Linked DNA regions of Rattus norvegicus: all the other regions are linked to region 1. The links are chromatin contacts, called in public Hi-C maps. All regions are on one chromosome and are shown on one strand. Each heading gives the region's core, a stretch centred on a gene start, on an enhancer-like site or on the middle of the called end of the contact. The rest is flanking DNA. Distances are from core to core; before and after follow the strand shown.

Evidence for each region. Hi-C and Micro-C count contacts between places; a contact is called where the count stands out from the background.
Region 2: a Hi-C map of liver shows a contact between it and region 1, with 2.6 times the contacts expected there. The contact joins the promoter of Erich6 here to the promoter of Tsc22d2 in region 1. A contact is called at or near these places in 2 of 12 Hi-C or Micro-C datasets (Schwann cells and liver).
Region 3: a contact with region 1 is called in a Hi-C map of the A7r5 cell line, with 6 times the contacts expected there. The contact joins the enhancer-like site here to the promoter of Tsc22d2 in region 1. A contact is called at or near these places in 3 of 12 Hi-C or Micro-C datasets (the A7r5 cell line, kidney and liver).
Region 4: a contact with region 1 is called in a Hi-C map of liver, with 2.4 times the contacts expected there. The contact joins the enhancer-like site here to the promoter of Tsc22d2 in region 1. A contact is called at or near these places in 5 of 12 Hi-C or Micro-C datasets (the A7r5 cell line, the Rat2 cell line, kidney and 1 more).

Annotation. Positions count from the first base shown.
Region 1 is chr2:144,794,972-144,799,894 of GRCr8, reverse strand. Tsc22d2 (TSC22 domain family, member 2) reads right to left here and starts at 2,855. Exons shown (of 4, transcript NM_001191960.1): 1 at 934-2,855. The coding sequence starts at 2,855.
Region 2 is chr2:145,024,973-145,029,895 of GRCr8, reverse strand. Erich6 (glutamate-rich 6) reads left to right here and starts at 1,961. Exons shown (of 14, transcript NM_001024300.1): 1 at 1,961-2,324; 2 at 2,880-2,937. The coding sequence starts at 2,114.
Region 3 is chr2:144,599,682-144,604,604 of GRCr8, reverse strand. All of the region lies in intron 1 of Rpl12-ps2 (ribosomal protein L12, pseudogene 2), which reads left to right. Among named protein-coding and RNA genes, the nearest start is that of Kmt5al1, 160 kb to the right of the region's middle. Within about 2 kb of position 2,759, at least 3 of the 93 cell types and tissues checked have an H3K27ac peak or open chromatin away from gene starts, as enhancers often do. A contact at or near this core is called in the A7r5 cell line, where this site is marked.
Region 4 is chr2:144,654,490-144,659,412 of GRCr8, reverse strand. The region is part of intron 1 of Rpl12-ps2 (ribosomal protein L12, pseudogene 2); the gene reads left to right. It also overlaps the pseudogene LOC120101116. Among named protein-coding and RNA genes, the nearest start is that of Rpl12-ps2, 130 kb to the left of the region's middle. Within about 2 kb of position 2,507, at least 4 of the 93 cell types and tissues checked have an H3K27ac peak or open chromatin away from gene starts, as enhancers often do. A contact at or near this core is called in liver, where this site is marked.

The DNA.
Region 1 (4,923 bases), core at 1,606-4,105:
GTAAGAAGATACCCAACTCTTCCTGTAATGTTTAATGTAGTGTTAATACTGTAGTTAAGTTTTTAACAAGGTTGGACTTATGTCATGTCAAAGGTCTATGTGATAGTTCCTTAAAAAATAAAAAAATAAAAAAAAATAAAAAAAAAAAAGAACCCTACAATTCCTAAGTAGCCACAACCATGAACAGCGTAGCAATGCACTAATTTCTACCTATTTAAAAAGCATACCCTACACTCTGGGTAGAGGGCGTTGGTTACAGACATTTTAAAACTATAGCCTTTATTATTGTTTAGGCATTTCACACCTCCCTTCACTAAAGACTGATAGAACATCCATCTTCCAGTACTTTTTCTTTTTCCTATTTTGCTTAAACTTTGAAAAGTTTGAAAAGTTACTGGGAACTCTCACGACTCCCTTCTATTAAAGACTGACTTAGGGGTAGTCAAAGCTAGACTTCACCACATTTTATCGTTCTTTCCAGTCTGCCCAATTCACTGATGGAGACTGCTTCTATTCCATTCCTTCCCTGCCCCCAGGAAAAGGCTCTCTGGTTTTCTGTCTTAAAGAGTTTCAAAACTAACTCAGGCAAAACTGCAATAAGCACTCAAAAGTAATTACTACCTTAGAAAGGGACTCTCTTACTAAGGGTGGGGGCAATACCAGCTCTCATCTTTAAACTGTTAAGCTGAAATAAATATACCAACGGCGTTGAACCACTATCCATTTAATTTCTTAAAAAGAAAACAAAAACAAAACAACAACAACAAAAATCCCGTGACTTTTGTCTCCTTACTCCCAAACTTTGAATTGATTTTTACCAAACTTAAGTTTTAAAAATAAAGACCTTAAGTGGAAACAAACAAACTCACTCCCAAAACTGCATCTATTTGGGCAAGCAACTCTACCAGATGTTCAAAATAAAAATTTACCTACCTGTCTTCATCACCATCAACAGGAATAGCTATGCTGAATACAGAGGTGGCCAGACTGTTCATAGGTGTTAATTGAAGAGGGTTTGCCAGGGCATCTGCAACTGGAGGCTTCACAACAGGCTTATTTTCAGCAATGAGAGAAAGTGGTGCTTGAGGTAGGGGTTCTGATTTTCTTCTAGTATCGTCAATTTGCCTGACTAAAGACTGGGTCTGAGTCTGAAACTGGCTTAGATCAGACTGTGGTAGACTTGTTGGTGCACTGTGTGTGCCTTGCGCTAAGGGTGGACCAACTTGCTGGATGACGCTGCTGCTCCGGCTGACTGGCGTATGGCCGCTCAGCTGCTGAGACTGGCCCAGAGGCGCGGGTACATTTGGCATAGTAACAGAAGTGGTGGGCACAACAGGCACGCTTGGAACGGGTACCGCTGCAGGCACGTTTGGAACTCCGGGCACCACGGTGTGAGGACCACCAGGCACGGCTGACAGCTGAACACTGCCACCCATATGTGGCGGAGGCTGCACGGACTGGGGCTGCCCAACCCCGGTCAGCCCAGAGCCAGGCTGCACCACGCCTCCTATAGCAGCTGGGGCCACTCCGGCCGGCTGACAAGGAGCGGCCTGGCCCACGGGAACCGGACCCGGGGCCACGACTTCACTGGGCTGGGCAGAGGCGCCCATCATCTGGGCACCCAAGGAAGAAACGCTCTGGCCAGATCCCAGAGGAAAGCTGGCCGCTGAAGCAGAGGTCGCGCTAGCGCTGGTAGACAAGGGCTGCGCAGGGCTTGGTGGCTGCAGGGCCACGTGCGGCGGCAGGTACTCACTCTGGCCCGATGGCTGGACCGGCAACAAATGCCCGGGTGGTATCGGAGGCTGGGGATAGGCGAACTGCTGTGACAACGAGGAGCCGACCGCCGGGCCAGGCTGAGCTGTCAGGGCCACAGGCTGTGCCAGGTTGACATTCGGCGGCGGCGGCAGCCCCTGGCCAACAGGCCCGGGGAGGGCGCCGCCGGCTACGGCTCCCTGGAGCTGAGTTGGCTGAGTGGCTGCCGTCATTGGCTGCGACCCGGTCGCTGCTCCGGGGAACAGCGGCAGCGACACCGAACTTGGAGCCACAGCCCCACCTACGGGCGGTGGAGGCTGTGGCTGCCCAACGCTGAAACTCTGCGGCTGGGCGAGAGTGGGCTGGCTCATTTTCTCCGACGGGGGTAGCTGTGACACAGCAGTCAAGGAGCTGTCAGTTCCCGAGTCCAGCCCGTGCGCCCCCTGCATGGAGGCCACCACCACCACCACCGACCCTCCGGTGGCGCCCAAGCCGCTGTCCCGCTCTGCAGTCTGCTCCAAAGTATTGCTGTGTCTAATGCAATCCCCGGACCTACTGAGGACGCTACTATCTGAATCCCGCTCGTAGTATTCCATACACGTCCATCGGCCGCGCCGATACGGCTCTCCGCTCCCGTGGTCTAGTTTGATCACGCGGAAACGGGAACTACAAGTGGCAGGGGGCTGAGATGGAGTTGCACTACTTGGCCCAGGAGCAGACACTGAAGTGGCAACCGCCGCCAGGGTCTGGGAGAGTGCCCCTGCCACGCTCCGGGCCGGCACGCCGCCGCCTCCGTTGGCGGGCACAGCTGAAGCGGCTGCCAGCTGCCCATCTAGGATGAGGTTCGGGGACACAGTCCCGGGAGTTTCCGCATCCCCGACATTGTTGAGCGTCTCTTCCGAGGAGCTGCGCTCGCACACCTCCTCTGGGCCGTAATCCGTGGCCCGAGAAACGTCGAAGATCTCGGAGGACACGTCCTCCGTGCGCGACTCGTCCGGGTCGTCCAGGCTCTCGGTGTCCTCGGTGATGCTAGTGGCCACCTGGGCCGTGGTGACACTGGTGATCTGGAAGCAGCTCTTCTTCTTGGCCGGCATCTTGGACATGGTGGAAAAGGCTGGAGGACAGAGGCTCCTCTGGGACCCCACCGGAAACCGAGAAGGGCCGAGCACGGGCCCCCAAAGACAAAGTCCGAGTTCGCGCCTGGGTCTACGGCCCACGCCGCAAGTCACGGGCTGCTCTGGGCGCCGGCGTCTAGGCGCGACATCCTCCTCCTTCCTTCTCACCTCCCGCGGCAGTGGTGCCTCAATTCAACCCGTCAGTGACGGTCCGAGCGTGGTTCAGGGGCGGGCCGGCTGCTCGCACAGCTCAGCCGCCGCGGTCAGTCCAGCCCGGCGCTCGGCGCGGTCAGCAGGCCCGGCTGGGGGTGGAGCGCAGGGCGCAGGAGGCGGCGGCGGCGGCGTGAGGGGCGGTTCTGCCCCGCTCGGGCTCTTTTGGCCGGGTCCCGCGGCTGCTCCCGCGCGGCGACGCGGAGGAAGAAGGCGGAGCGGCGAGGCCGGGACCGGCGCTTCCTGACGGGGCTGGAGGTCCGCGGCGGGAGGCAGCCCTCCGTCCCGGGCTCTAGCCCGAGCGCAGTCCCGGGGCCATGCCGGCGGTGGCGGCGGAAGCCCGCTCGGGGGCGGGGAAGGCCGGCAGTCTGGCCTCCCTCAGGGAGCCACCCGCTGCGGCGGGCCCGGCCTCCTCGCGGCTCTGAGGCGCGTGAGGGGCGGCGGCGGCTGAAGGAACGGCAAGCGTGCGGAGGCGCTCGGCGGCGTGAGGGGGACCGGTGGAGGCGTCTTCCGCTTCTCCTCGGCGCGGCCGGTTCGTAGACTCCGGAAAAACTGAAATTCAAACTGCTGAAGCAGCGGCTGCAGCTCCCTCCACTCGGCCAAGATGGGGCTGAAATGGCCGCGCCAGGGATGCTGGGAGGAGCAGCAGCCCCGCAGCCGCTGCCGCCGCAGACTAAAATGCCGCCGCTGCCGCAGCCACCGCCAGCGCCGCAGCCGCCGCCGTTCCGTGACGCGTCGGCGTCGTGACGTCACCGCCCCGCCCCCTCCGGTTTCCTGCAGCTTCTCGTGGAGGCTTGAGGGGGGTTCGTGGGCGGGGCCAAAGGGCAGAGAAAAGGGAGCGGGTTCTTTATTTAAAATTTTTTCAAATTTAAATTTTACGCTGCAGGTTCATTAGGAGTTGAGACGCCAGAGGACGGTTTTTATTTGCAATCCTGGAACGTCGCACGGTTTAGTGCCGGCGTGTGGAAATCCTGGATGACCCGAGGTCATGTGCTGGGTCTAACGTTTAACAGAGTCTTAGTGGAACCCGGGTGATAGGGGAGAAAAGTAGGGCGATCCAGCTGCAGAAGAGATGTATGTCTGGAGAAAGCGAGTCGCGTTAAAAAGCCCTGAAAATATGATAGTCGGAGAAGTGAGATTTAAGAGAAACGAGGGTGACAAACACAGAACAGCAAGCCAGACTGAATTAGAAAGATGATCTTTCAGACAGAAATTCTGTTTTCAACAACAGCGTTAGGGATGATTACTTGCCCAGAGTAAAGTCGGGTTTCGAAAAAGATTAGGAGTTAGTAACATATTCCAAATTTCCCAGGATTTGCTGTGATTCAAGCCTGCAAGAGTTCATTTAACTTTTGAGACGTTGAACGTGAAATCTGCTTATAGGTTCCAAAGTTGAAGAGCCTATGGTGTTAAATAAGTGGAGCTCTTTTGATTGTGCTAAGGCCTTGTTGTTACTTGGTTTGCATCATGCACAATAAAATACCTCTTTCTTCCAGGACTAAGTCAGACAGCAGCTCTGAAAGTGCCACTGAATTTTCCATCTGGTAGCTACTTCCTAATCAAAACCAAGAGTCCATTTGAAAAAAAAAAAAAAAAAAGAGGGAGAGAGACCTGTTGTAGCCTAGGCTACTTACTTAAACCAAAGTGGCCTTGAACTTAGAGTGAGCTTCCTGCCTCTGCCTCCCAAGTGCTGGCAATCAGCTCCACATTGGGAGGGTGAGGATGTTATTTTAAACACTGGCCACTCTTGAACTCTTGATATATGAAAAGAGCTCCCATTTAGCTAAAGTCTGAGAAGTTTTGCTGGAACTCAAGATGTCAGATTTATTGCAGCTTTTAGAGATCA
Region 2 (4,923 bases), core at 712-3,211, 230 kb before region 1:
GTCTCTCCCCACAGCTTGACTGCACTCAACGATCTCTGGAAAGAGAAACAAAGCTGTCCCTTTATTTACATGGGTTACTTCCCTAATCAGAGGGCCAATTGAATTTCAGGACCTAAGAGTGCTTACACCACCAGAGCGCTCTTAGTAGGACAGAAGCTCGGTTGTAAGGAGCATTCCGCAGGCCCTGGGCTCATTCCCTAGCACCCATTCCCAACGTTCTAAAACTGTCTGAATCGGACTTCTTAAAGTCCCACCTACTGCTCTCACTCCCAAACCGCACAAGGTTTCTGGAGCGCGACTTCCTGCCCTGAGTCTGATGTGCTGCTCTCCATGGTCCTGTCCGCCCACACTTGACCTTTCTTCCCAAGCCACTCAAACATCTGGACTGCCTCACTAGCCTGTAGCAAGCATTCCATTGGCCTTGGAGACCTTCCAGTCTTTCAAAAACATTCTGTGCAGTTTCTCTCTGCCCCACCCACAGGAGTATTGGACCTCTTCTGCCACCCACTCCCTGGTCTATATTCTAATGCCTGTGACCTTGATGAACCCTGCCAAGTAGTTAGGTACTCTTTGACAGCTACTTAGGCAGGCTTTTACCTAGTGTCCTGGCTCTCCACCCAACAGAGACCTGGCTCACAGGAGTGCTTAATAAATATAGAGTCGAATTAGCAGCCATAAAAATAATTGCTCAGTGAACCAACCACAAAACGGGACCATGTGTGTTTGTCTAAATGAAAACAAACGTTAAGGCCACTGTGCCACCACATAGTCTCCATCATGGAGTTGCCCTGCCTCCCGAAACATGAGCAGCTCCTTAGATCCTCTCCCAAACCACTTTGGGGGAAGTCTATCCTCAGATAGGACCTTCCAAAAATGTCACACTGCAGTTAAATTCAGTACCTCCACGTCCCTACGGTGGCGTTCCCAGTGGTCTTAGACTATGTCTAAAATTATAGGCCATTATTCCATAATAATCAATACCCACAAATATCTTAAAGGCATCATCGTTCCCAGTTTCCCCCCAGAAATAGACTAACAGAAGTCAAGTGAAATAGCAGAAATCACGCTTAGTGACTCACGGGCCTGACCCTGGGCATCCAATGAGTGAGTCAACCAGATGCCCACCATGTTTTCCTGAATACCATCTTTAGTATGTGCAAATATTGTACACAAAAAAATAATTTAAAGTAACATAGAAGTTTTCTATTTCCAAAACAAAAGGATGGATCAAGCAATCAACCAAACTAGGGCTAGAGTAGCCCAAAATATCTCAGCAGCAAAATATACAGGATGCCAAACAACAGCAGCAGCAGCAGCAAACATAAGATAATGTAATCATAAGTCAGCAAACTACAGACCAAATGTGGTGTCTAATATCATAAGCAGAATTTTACTGTAATTTCCAAAAGGCATTCTTCTACTAAAAAATCAAATTCCACAGTTCCCTCAGTGCCAAGTGACATTGTGGGTATTGGTTCCCAGAAGCCATATCCTCTTAAAAATCGAGAAGGGCTGACTCCAAGGAAAGGGAGGTTGCTTCTTTGCCATCTGGGAGGGGCTCAGAGACCTTGAAAGCAAAGGCAGAAAGAAGGTTAGCTCTGGGTGGGGAGTGAGGGACCACCTACCACCGGGAGCGCTAAAGGGGTCCTGTGGCTTTAAACCCCCGAAAGGTCGAAAGGTCGTAGGTTGCCCTGGGAGACAGACGCTCAACCACTGAGCTTTGCGGGGGCTGCCGGCAGACATGTGGCATCAGGGTGTACAGAATCCTGGAAAGAGCAATCCAAAGTTAAAAGAGCAGAATGAAGCGTCGAAGGGGAAAGAGAAGATGGTGGAAGAGAAGGCGCAGGGGACGCAGGGGGAGCAGGGAGCACGGGAGGCACAGGGGATACAGGGGGAACAGTGGGAGCAGGGGGAGCAGGGGGAGCAGGGGGAACAGGGGGAACAGGGAGAGCAGGGGGAACAGGGGGAACAGGGAGAGCAGGGGAAGCAGGGGGAGCAGGGGGAGCAGGGAGAGCAGGAGGAGGAGGGAAAGCAGGAGAAGCAGGGAGCTCAGAGGAGGGATGATAGGGCGAGCAAGCAGCAGTCAAGCCTGAGCGAGTTCCCTGAGTTGTTGATGGAAGATGATATCTGGAAGGCGGTGGACCTCAGTGGAGTCTTTGACGAAGACTCGGTGGAACTTCGTCCCCGCCTAACTAGTGTGTCCAGCCCCAGCCTGAGCTCTACGCCCCCGCCCAGCCCGTTGTCCAGTCCCTCATGGAGCGAAGAAGAGCTGCCAGCGCCACGCAGCGACGGTTCTCCTGCTTCCAGCATCTCGGCCCACAAAAGTAGCGTTGGGCTTCTCCTCCCTTGGGATCCTGGCCTGAAAGGCGGCCTGTGCTTCCCCCTCCCCCACTGCTCTTACACTATCAAGTCTTGGCTAACTGCTATGACAGCTCCTAGTGTAGGATGTAAAGGAAATCCTTCAGCAAAAGTGAAAGGTGGAAGTTGTGGTCATCCTGGGGCACTACTGCCTGTGGGGTGCTGAACTACTTACTGAAGCAGTTCTGCTATAACACGGCCGGCCGCTCTCTCCTGTGCACTGAATGAACTTCCTTGCTGGGATCTCTGTCTTATTTTAAAGGGAAGCAGAGCATTTAGAACGAGCTTCTTGAACTCAAAGTTCACATTTTACTGTGGGCGGCGTATCTTTACTGTTGGGGGAAAGGATGGTGTCCTTGTGCATTCTAGGATATTTTGTTTATCAGCGTACACAAATCATACACACAGCCCTGTGACAACCACGCTGGTACAGCCCTCACCAAATGTTCTCTGGGAACAAAACTTGCCTTGGAGAAACTGTGGCATGAAGTGGCTAAACTGTTTAATGTTTCATTTGACAGGCTATCCCAAAATATTTCAAACATTTAAGAAAGACTTGTCTGAAGTGACTGTAGATAGGTAAGAAAATGTTTTCAATTGTCAGTATTTTTTAAAGCAAATAATTGTTTACCTTTTTAGATAGACTTGTTATAAATAATCCTAGGAACTTACAACTTGCTTACTCAAAAGTGTTGGTTTTAGTTTTGGTTTTCCCAAGCATGCTAGGACTTGCTGTAATCCCAACATTCTAGAGGCGGTGGTAAGAGGACCCCAAATTTCGGGCCACTCTATCTTACATAGCATGAATCATGAAACGTAAAAACAAACAAACGAAACCCCTTACACTAGTAGGCACTTTGTAAGAGATAGAGATGACGTTCCTGTCTCCACCTTATTACCCAATTGTATGTTTGATGTGTCTGCTTATCAACGTGATCCAAAGTAAACGCATGCTGTGCAGACAATAATAAGTAGTGGGAGTGGAAGAGAGCTCTTTAGTTAAGGAGTAGATGGAGTTGAGTTTCCAGCGCCCACCTGAGGCATCACACAACTGCCTGTAACTCCAGCTACAGGCTCCCGCAGGATCTAAAGCCTCTGGTTTCAACAGGCACCTCCACTCATATGTCCTCCTGAGTGTATGGGTGTGAGATACATGTTTCCATGTGTCTGTGTTAATGCATAGGCCAGTGATCACCTGAGGTATCATCTTTAGGTGGTGTTTGATTGGCCTGATATCAGCCACTAAGTTAGGCTAGCTGGCTAGCAAGACCCAGGGGCCCATCCATCTTTACCACCAGCCTTTTTAGATGTGTTCTGGGGTTGGAACTCACAGCCTTGTGTTTGCAAGGCAAGCACATTACCAGTTAAGCTACCTGTCTACCCCTTCAACTATAATTTTAAAGAACATTTTCAGTCGATTTATCAAATTCTGGCTTAAGTCTGGGCTTCCTTTCCATTTTTTCTTTTCTTTTTTCTTTTTTTGATATTTATATTACTTTTAATTTCCTAGGATTCTGAATTGTAAAAAATTTAAACCTCTACTTTTTGGTTTGTCAGCATTAGTGACGATTTATAAAATATTAATACTACATCCACTACTGCTTTCTTCTATCTCTTCTCATTTAGTTTTTTTTTAATTAACAACAAATTATAAATATAGAGAGAGGAGTGCTTCCAAATTACATTAGCTACACGTTCATATGAAATTATATTACTTTGCAGTTTTTATATTATACTACTTTTATAATGTGTATTGTTTTGTTAGCTACAATCGATCAGTAGTGCTTCAGGAACAATTTGCATTTAAAAGTTGAAAGGTAATAAACACACTCAAGTGCATGCTGAGAAGCCAATATATTAGGTCCAAGGCCGAGAGCATGAAATCTGATGTTAGCAAATCCTCTTGTCTGAAAAAAGACGTCCCATTCAGTTGAGTTCCGTTGCCTTCACTCTTTCTGGGCTGAGTCAGAAGCTGCAGTCCATTGATTCCCAGCTTATCACCTTTGCTGAGGAAATTCTTTAGGCACATTTTTTTTCATGTAGTTTGAGTACTCAAATCTCTATAAACTCTTGTCTGCCTGGAAATGTGTCCATTTCACCCCTGAGCTCTTACCTACGCTATTACTAACACAGCCTGGCGTCACGGAATGTGATTTCAAGCGTCGTCCTTCCGAGCTCTGAAGACACTGCCTCTTTGCTTTCCAGGATCCAGGCTTGGTGATCAGTCTAATTCCCTTCTGGTTTTCATTTCCTTCCTGTTGTCTCTCTTCCTCCCTTCAGAATGTGCACTGTGCCTGTTGGGTAGGATTCTCCGTCCTTCCTTTTTATATTTTCAGTCTCTTCAAGATTTTTGATGTTTAAACGTTGGTGTATGGCATGTGCATGGACATTTTTATTCTGCGATTCATGGTTGTCTTTCTGAGAACCAGTGGTTATCGCTGTTCAGAGTGCTTTCTGACTGTTCTTTACTGTCTTTGAAGGCCTGATAATATATTAATATGTCATGCTAATGTACTTTTATTCCTTTTTCCATGATCTCTTTCTTCTCTGATATCAGTTATTTTT
Region 3 (4,923 bases), core at 1,510-4,009, 200 kb after region 1:
GGATGATCAAAATGTGAATGCTTCACTCCTTCTTTAAAAGGGGAACAAGAATACCCTTGGCAGGGAAGAGGGAGGCAAAGATTAGAACAGAGACTGAAGGAACACCCATTCAGAGCCTGCCCCACATGTGGCCCATACATATACAGCCACCCAATTAGACAAGATTGATGAAGCAAAGAAGTGCAGACCGACAGGAGCCGGATGTAGATCGCTCCTAAGAGACACAGCCAGAATACAGCAAATACAGAGGCGAATGCCAGCAGCAAACCACTGAACTGAGAATAGGACCCCCGTTGAAGGAATCAGAGAAAGAACTGGAAGAGCTTGAAGGGGCTCGAGACACCATATGAACAACAATGCCAAGCAACCAGAGCTTCCAGGGACTAAGCCACTACCTAAAGACTATACATGGACTGACCCTGGACTCTGACCCCATAGGTAGCAATGAATATCCTAGTAAGAGCACCAGTGGAAGGGGAAGCCCTGGGTCCTGCTAAGACTGAACCCCCAGTGAACTAGACTGTGGGGGGAGGGTGGCAATGGGGGGAGGGTTGGGAGGGGAACACCCATAAGGAAGGGGAGTGGGGGAGGGGGATGTTTGCCTGAAAACCGGGAAAGGGAATAACACTCGAAATGTATATAAGAAATACTCAAGTTAATAAAAAAAAAATAAATAAAAAAAAAAGAAAAAAGTTTTGGTGCTGTCTCACTATATAGTTACCTGAGCATGCTGTCTCACTATATATGTCTTGGGACTCAAGCTCCTCTTGCCTCAGGCTGCCAGAGTGCAGAGACTATAGGTATACCCTCTCATGCCCAGGCCCATTTCTTTTGAAACTGAAGTCAGGCAGAAGCCAAGAGATGGACTTTCAATGTGAAAGTGTTTTAATTCATATATTCAGTCATTCCAATGCATTTGTAAGATCTAATTTTAAAAATAGGCTGGGTGTGAAGATACCATGGAGGTGAATGTTTCCCAGGCCCACAACAATCTGATTTAACCTTGCTATGGCCTTTCCTCCGGGACTTGCATTATTTTTCTTTCAATTGTTCTCTCTCTCTCTCTCTCTCTCTCTCTCTCTCTCTCTCTCTCTCTCTCTCTCTCCCTCCCTTCCTCCTCCTCCTCCTTCTCCTCCTCCTCACTCCTTTTAAAAAGAGATAAAAACCAAACATGACAAAATAAAATATAATAAGATAAAACCCAAAACATCACATCAAGGTTGAACCAGGCACCCCAGTAGAAGACAAAGAACCTCAACAGAAGGCCCAAGAGCCAGAGATCTACTCGTTCACAGTCAGGATTCCCATGAAAGTACTAAGCTAAAGCTACAGTACATGCACAGAGAACATGGTTCAGACTGTGTAGAGCCTGTGCTTACTGCATCAGTCTCTGTGTTCACATGTGCCTTGCTTAGTTGATTCAGAGAGCCTTGATCTCCTGGTGTCCTCCATCCTCTGACTCTTACAGTCTTCTTCTTCTCCTTCTCCTTCTTCCTCTTCCTCTTCCTCTTCTTCTTCTTCCTCCTCCTCCTCCTCCTCCCTCTCCCCCTCCTTCTTCTTCTCCCTCTCCCCCTCCTTCTTCTTCTCCCTCTCCCACCTCTCTCCCTCTCCCTCTCCCTCTCCCTCCTCTCCCTCTCCCTCTCCCTCCTCTCCCTCTCCCTCTCCCCCTCTCCCTCTCCCTCTCCCTCCTCTCCCTCTCCCTCTCCCCCTCTCCCTCTCCCTCCCCCCCTCTCCCTCTCCCTCCTCTCCCTCTCCCTCTCCCTCTCCCTCTCCTCCTCCTTCTCCTCATCCTCCTCCTCCCTCTCCCTCTGCTCCCCCTCCCCCTCCTCCACCTCCTCCTCCTCCTTCTTCCACAAGATTCCCTGAACTTTGAGAGGAGGGATTTTGTGGATACCTCTGTTTTAGAATCTCTCTGTGCATAATGTCTGGCTGTTGGTTTCTACATCTGTTCCCATCTGTTGCTGAAGGAAGTTTCTCTGATGGCTGGATAAGCTATTTATCTATGAGTCTCTCTCTCTCTCTCTCTCTCTCTCTCTCTCTCTCTTTCTCTTTCTCTCTCTCTCCCTCCATCCCTCCCTCCCTCCCTCCTACTAGTGTTTGGTTTTAAACTACATCTCTAGAATAACTAGTCTCTGGTTCTTGGTTAGTCAAGCTGTGTCAGATTCAGGTTCCACTTCACAGAACTGGCGTTAAGTAAAATCGGATATTGGTTGACCACCCCCACAAGTTCTAGACTGCCATTGCCCTGCCATATATGGAATGCAGGCAAATTGTAGGTCAAAGGATGTGACTGGGTTTGTACTTCTCTCTTTCTTTTTGGTAACCTACAGAGGGTCTTCCTGTACCAAAGACACTAGAACATAGTTCTCCCCCACTCCTTTAATGGGGCTCTTACTAATCTCCCACCTCCAGTATTTTTTTTATTTTATCCATTTGATTCATCCATGAACTGAAACAAACTAACAACAACAAGAACAAAACCAATCTAAATACCTAAATAAAACAACTTGTATTTCTCTTGTGGTGATTTTCCAGTCTCAGCAGGTCAGCCCTGTGAATCTTCCTTCAGCTTTCAGAACAAAGACTGCCAGTTCCTCTCAGAATGGAAGACAGAACAAAGCACTTGGGAAGCATCGGCTGAGGCTGCAACTGAGAGCCTGGATCCCAGGGAAGGGTGTGGTCACTCAACACTTCTCACCCTGGAGCACAGTTAAGTGCCAACCTCACCCGGGAGGCTTACTGTTCTGTGAGAGCTCTCTGGAGACAGTGAATGCCACTTCCTTTTTTATTTATTTGGAATGCAGTTCTGAGTGTCATGTATGTATTAGTTCTTGGGCTCAAGCCAAGCTATTATGGGGGTGAGATGCAGGCTGCTATTTGGGTCCTATTGGGTAGAGGTTTAAGCTGTTATTTTAAGACAGTAAGAGGTTGGTTTGGCTAATTTTGTGTGATCAAGTTTCCTATTATGGGCTGTAATTTAAAAAGCACTTTTGAGATGTCATCATCCACAGTCTATGCTCACGGAGAACTTACTGTTCAAAGCATTCCTGGTTCAAGCGAATTTCATGCTTGGGTAGTTTTTGAGTTTTATTGTTTTCCCAGTTACCTGCCCAACTTAAGACCCTTACTGCTTCTTAACTTTCACAAATAAATTGGTTTTTTTAAAACAAAACAAAGCAAAGCAAAAGCCCCCTACAATACTAGATTCCATTCTCCAGCCATGCTGCTGTCCCTGGAGAGATATGTAAAGATATAAAGTGGGAATTTTCCCATTTCATGACTGCCTTGACTTCTAAGATTTCTTAAAGATGATCGAAACAAAGAACAGCGTGTAGAACATTACAACTGCTCTCTCTAAACTCTACGACATCCTGTAGGCCTCTGATTGACCATAAAAATTCAAACTGATTACCAAGACAACTTCCAGATGTTTACTCTCTGTACGAAATTAAATTGTAGTGAAAATTATAATTTATTTTGGTGCTTTTTATAGAACAACTCTTGCTGACATCCTTGTATGCATGTCCCTCTCATTACACACATCGTCAAAAATGTCCGTTGTATTTAAACCTCTTCCTAATTTTAACCAGAGGCGAGAAAGCTGAGTTGAGGAATGAGATGGGTGGATGAATCATTTCCATTCCATCATTTGGGAGGAAAGTGCCACAGAATTCACATGACATGACAGAGAACTGGTCCAAGTAAATTATTTGGTTTGTATTCGCAGGCATGAAAAGAAATGACAGGGATTCCAATGGACAGTAAAACTAAATCTTTGGGGAGAATCAACACACTGTGGTAAAACAGGATATGAGCCTGTCATCTTATGCATTAGGAATTGAAATCATAAATCTGTGAAAATATGTGCCATGTATCAAATGTAATGTGACAGCGAGGCATACATCAGCTAGGGAAGAGAGCAATGCCAGGTGATAAAAGGGGACAGAGACCCAAGCACATAAGAAACTGTTCAGCGGCACACATCATGTTGAAACTGTTAAAGTATATTAGTGAGAAAGGGAACTGATAAAACCAGAATGTAAAACAGAGGGGTACGCAGGAGAAGAGGAAGAAAATACCGGGGCACCAGGGAAAGGAAGACACATCAGAGCAAGAACTCACCACTGCTAATGATCTACCTCTCATGAAAAATACATAATGCTGGATGGGGCTGGTTCCCTCCTCCCTCCCGCTGATTTGATTTGTGTGTCTGCAGCTCACTAAGCCCAGTGGGGAACTGCAATGGATTCAGAACCTCTCGAATGAGCAACTGGGGACTGGCATTCCAATAGACACCAAATGCCATACGCACCGAATGCTGTATAAATAATTAAATACATCACCCAGCATTTAAATACAAGCCAACCAACATTTATTGAGGGTGCAGTCCCAGAATACTCATGTATCGGCATTTTGACAGAAAAGCAAAACCCCCAGTGAGCCACAGTGGCGATGCAAGGTAAAGAAGGACTTGAAATGGTAGATGTCACACAGTCCACTACTTTTTCATTACACTGCTCTTTTGGTATAATAGTCCGGCTGAAACTTATGTAAACTTTAGACCTATAGGCCCCCAAAACCTCAGTTTTTGTCTGTGTGAACAAACAAAATTTTTCCTTTGCCAGAAGGTTCATGGACTCTTGAAGTCTAACTGTGGGTCCCCTTATTTGAAAATCTTAAAATGAGGGCTGAGTTTAACAGAGATGTTGTTTTTCCTAGGCCATAGTGACAGCCTTACGGATTATTGGCATTATTGAAGTTAGACAGCAAGATAGGGACAGAAATCCCCCTTTTTCTGAAACCTTCGAGAAGACAACATTGTCAGCTTTTCAACAGAATTCTTTTGTTTATATTCATATTGTCATGATCTAGAAAATTAAAGTGCATATAATGGGCCTTCGGGATGGTTCAGTGGGAAGACTG
Region 4 (4,923 bases), core at 1,258-3,757, 140 kb after region 1:
ATGTATGTGTGTGTGTTATGTGTGTATGTGTATGTGTGTATGTGTGTGTGTATGTGTATATGTGTGTGTGTTTAAGATAGGCTTTCCTGCAGTCCAAGCTACTCTTAAAGTCCCTTTGTAGAAAAGGTTGGCTTTCTATCCCTCATCTCCTTGCCTCTACTCCCACGTGCTGAGATTATAGGCATTGTGCTGTCACACCCAGTTATCCAGCTGCCAAACGATATTTACCTTTAGTTTATGATCTGGGGGAGGAGATTAAGAATTACTTTAGACAATAATAACCATGCCCTCCTTCCCTTTCGGTTTCACGCAGTTCCCACCTTCAAAGTCCTTACATCAGGAAGCTAGCTGTTCCTGGCTTCTGTTCCACTACACTGAGCTGCTGCTCTTTGGACATGATTGTTTATAACCTGGTTTTCTACTCACACTTCTCCATGGCCATGCTTTACTCCTAGTTTCAATGGTCAATCTGTGTCTGTGGTGTGTTTTTTGACACTCATGGTAATTCTTATGTTTAAAAAGAGTTCTCTGTTTTCAGGGAAGAGAGAATGTGAACATTTTGTACAGTCCCTTTTATGGAATCAGCTTCTAGTTTTTGCATCCTCCACCATGGGATTTCTCTGTCTTCCAGGCATAGACCTTGCTCTTCCGAGACTCTGAAAATCTGTCATGATGATAAGGCTGAGTCTACTTAAAGTATCCGATCAAAAAAAATGGATGTAAAGACATCTGGACTGAGATTATGGGAGCTGGTTTATATTTTCTGGAGGCCATGATAATTCTCCTGGCTGGATTTGGGGGAGGCTGGCCAAGCTGCTCTTCCTCTCATCCTCTGCAAATATACTTCTCTTTGCCTTGAAGCATTGCACACTGGAGGAGTTTCTGGAACAGAAAGTTAATAGCCTCTGCTGGTCTTAGAAGGAAATTAGACTGTTACCAGCAACACCAGGGAACAACTAATGCTAAGGGAGCCTGAACTGATGAGTGGTAATATCGTGAAGAGGGGTCACTGAGTGGAGAAACAGAAGGAACAATAATGTTCTGCTGGTTAAGGGACATCTAATATGGATAAGAAACCTATAGTCAGTGGCTGTGGGATCCTTAATAGATGCACTTAACCCTTCATCCATGACTTGAATAAGTTACTGCCTGCTATCAACAAACCACATTGTATTATCCATGCAGAAAGTTGCCTGTAGGTTCCTTCCCTAGCATCCCCAGGGAGAACAGTGGGGACTCAATTTTGTACACAGGATTTATCAATTAGAATTTTCCAAAGTAACTCTGTAAGGATTATTTCTTTAAACACACACACACACACACACACACACACACACACACACACACACACACACACAGAGAGAGAGAGAGAGAGAGAGAGAGAGAGAGAGAGAGAGAGAGAGAGAAATTAAGCAGATTCAAGGATTCCTCGAAATACATAGCCTAAAGAAACAGAATGGAATTGTTTTGGTACTATTTATGTGGGAAAGAATTTACACAAACTAACCAGCATGCAAGTGTAATGGTAAGGTCCCTTTATTGAAGGACACAGTCGCCTTTGGCGACTAGGTGTCCACGAACATCTTAGCACACAGCTCTTCGGGCTGGCAGCACTTTGCAAATATTTGTTCAATCAATGCACAGGGGGAAATGCCAAGTTCGGCAGAGTTGAAAGAAATCCCAAGGGGTCAGGCCGCGCTTCTGCCATCTGATCATAGATATAAAACAACTGCTTTGATTGTTTGCAAAAGAGTCTCTGTCTCACTCTGTAGCCCAGGTTAGTGTTGAACTCACGACTGCTGCCACTTCAGTCTCCCAAGTGCTGGAATCACACATAACAGGCTTTTTTTTTCCTGGTGGGACACTGTGTACCTTTTGTACATGTTAGGCAAGCAAAGAGGTATATTACTGAACTGTATCTCTAGACTGAGGCACTGGGAATGAGTTAGATGGATCTATTCATGGCTAGGTTCCTTCTTCTTGGATTAGATTTTAATATGGAAACAAAACAATACCCCAGCACATAGCCACTCCCATCCCCTCTACCCTCCCTCTCTCTTTTCTTGAAGTGACTGTGTCACTTTGGTTGGCCTGGTGCTCTTATCTTTCCCCCTTCCCCTCCTCCTCTCTTTCCCTCTTCCTTCTCATCCTTTTCCTTCTCCTCTTCCCCCTTCTTGGTAGAACTCATGCAGCTCAGGCTGGTTTTAAATTCTCGGATCAGTTCTTAAACTCTTTTGCTGCAGTTGTCTTGAGACAGGGTCTCATACAGCTGTCCGGGTCAGTCTGGATCTATGTAGCCTAAACTGGTCTTGAACTCAGGATGATCCTTCTGCCTCAGTCATTTGAGTTCTGGGATTACAGGTGTGAGCTACCATGCTGGGTTAGGTCCCCATTCTTGAAGATCTAAGGGATTGGAATTCACAGGTGAAGTTCTCAGCTTTCAGAGACCCTGACTCAGCAACGATGAGGGCATGTACTTGTCAAGCACTTTGAGCAAACAGATCAGGTGACAAGTAACCAACCCTTTAGGTGAGGCAAGCACAGAAGAGTCAGTCGATACCAAGCCAGGAGGTTGAAAGAACGCTGCCTGACAATTTATGTTCCTAAACTGGCAAATGCATCACAAAATCAAGTCAGGGAGCAGTGGATTAAACCAAAAGCTGTTGCTATTTTTAGTGGATGGGCAAAGTGATAGATTCTGAAAATCCGAGCTGGCAAGATGGCAGTGCTCCAGGATTCAAGCATTGTTAGAGAGTTTGCAGAACTACAGACGGGCGTTGGTGACTCAATGTAGAAAACGTGTAAGAAAAGAATTTTTTTTTTTTTTTTGGTTTTTAATCAGCAGTGACAATCATTCCAGCTTGATAGTAATAATTCATTGAGCAACAAGTTGGTCCAAGTCTAATTCAGCAGGGTTTACAGTTCAGATCTTGGGATTGTTTTCAGGGTGTTCCCTGTCTGTGAATATGCGATTTTATGGGCAACTTTCTTCACATGTTTTGATTTGTTAGTGAAGTGTAACAGGAACTAATAACAATAAAATACATATGATGCCTCCTAACTGCATCCCATATGAAAGATTAAAACCACACTGTGATATAACGTGCTGAGGTAGGACATTGTTCAGCAAGGACTGTCAAATGATTTGTTTTATTAATTAATAACGCATTATTGTTGGCAACCTCTTCCTGACCTAGTCTTGTTTAAAAATAACTTTTCTATTTTAAAAGTAACACACACAGCAGCAAACTTGGAAAACAAAGAAAAAAGTCAAAGGAAACAGGTCAATAAGTCAATTTGAATCTTGCTACTCGGAGACAGCCACCATTATGTTTGGCAAGGCCCTCTGCTGTTTTTTCCATGTGTGTCTCTTATGTTGCTTGATTAAAACTTGTAGCACATTTTGCCTGCAACTTTGTGGACGTTTTTCTCACCTAATGGAATGCGGGGCAGTTGGCCCACATCAACAAAGATTCTGGATAACATCTGAGTAACTTCAAAGTGTATACAGTTTTGAAAACCCTGAATCCTGCCTTGCTGTGGTCCAGTGGGAAGGCTGCCCCTTCAGCAGTGGCTTCATCAAGACCCGAGCCATTCTTTGCATTCTCAGTGGAGGGTCCTCCTCTTTGGAATGTGAAGCCAATGACGCCCAGAGCATCCTTGACCTTCTGGGCAGGATGCAGAGAGCTTCTATTTTCTCAGGCTTCTTCCTGATAAGGGTGATCAAACGGTGAGATTCAAGATTTATTACTCAGGAATCTAGTTTATTTGCAGTTGTTCATGCTTTTATTCATGTGTTGATCCTTTCATCCACTTGCTGTCTTATTTTAGAAACTCACCACATGAAACTGTATCTACTTGCAAAACTCCAAAGGTTTCAGGTCCTGCCCATTTTGCAATCACAAATCAGACTTTTTGCTGATTTATCAATTGTTATGTTTTATGCTATGCAATGAAGAGGAATAGCTCAGATTTGTCTACCATATTATTTACGCAAATATCAATTTTATCTAGCTGTTACAAAGGTAAATAGAACATATTTATCTAAAAATTTATTTGTCTTTTTATTTATATTTTACACTTGATCTTAGCCAAAAGGCCGAGAAGCGATTTTATTTATATATTTTTTAGTAAAGGCCCAGTTTTGTTTTTTCTTTGTTTAAAACAATTCTTTTCTGAAATGAATCAGTTTAAAAAAAAAAAGACAAAACAACTTCTGAATCTATTAGACCCTGATTTTCTTGGCATCTTGTTATGTTTTGTTGTCTAGACTTTTATGAATCCTAGAAACCCTTAGGATAATTGAAAATGATAAATTATTTCTAAACCATGGCATAAAATAATAACAATCTTCATAACAATGACTGGTTCTTACATTCACCATGAATACTTTCCATATTTTATTAATTTCTTAATACAAGCTGAACAAAATAGGTACTATTGTGTCTCCAAGCAACAACTATTTTATTTTATTTCTTTCTCTCTGAGGCTCAATTTCACTTTGTAGCAATGGCCTGGAACTTGCTCTATAGTCGATTTGGGCCTCAAACTTATTATCCACTTAGCCTCCAGCGTGCTGGGATGGCAGACATGTGCCATCATACCAAGCATAAGTCGTATGCGTCTTCTGCAATCTCCACTTGGGTTCTGGAGTTCTAGTTCACCTCTCTTGATGATCCTTAGGCTACGAGTTGGTTTTACATTTTTAAACAGGGGAGAGGCTAAAAAGACATATATGAAATATTAATATTCATATCATAAATAGAACTTTCTGGAAATACAGTGCTGTTGACTTGCTGGCTCATCGTTTGTAGTTGCTTTCATGCTGGAATAGCCTGGTAGTTATGACATATGTCATAGGGCATCAGTTTAGAACACAGGAAGTTTGCTGATCCCTTAGAGAAGAAGAGTCACTAGGGATAG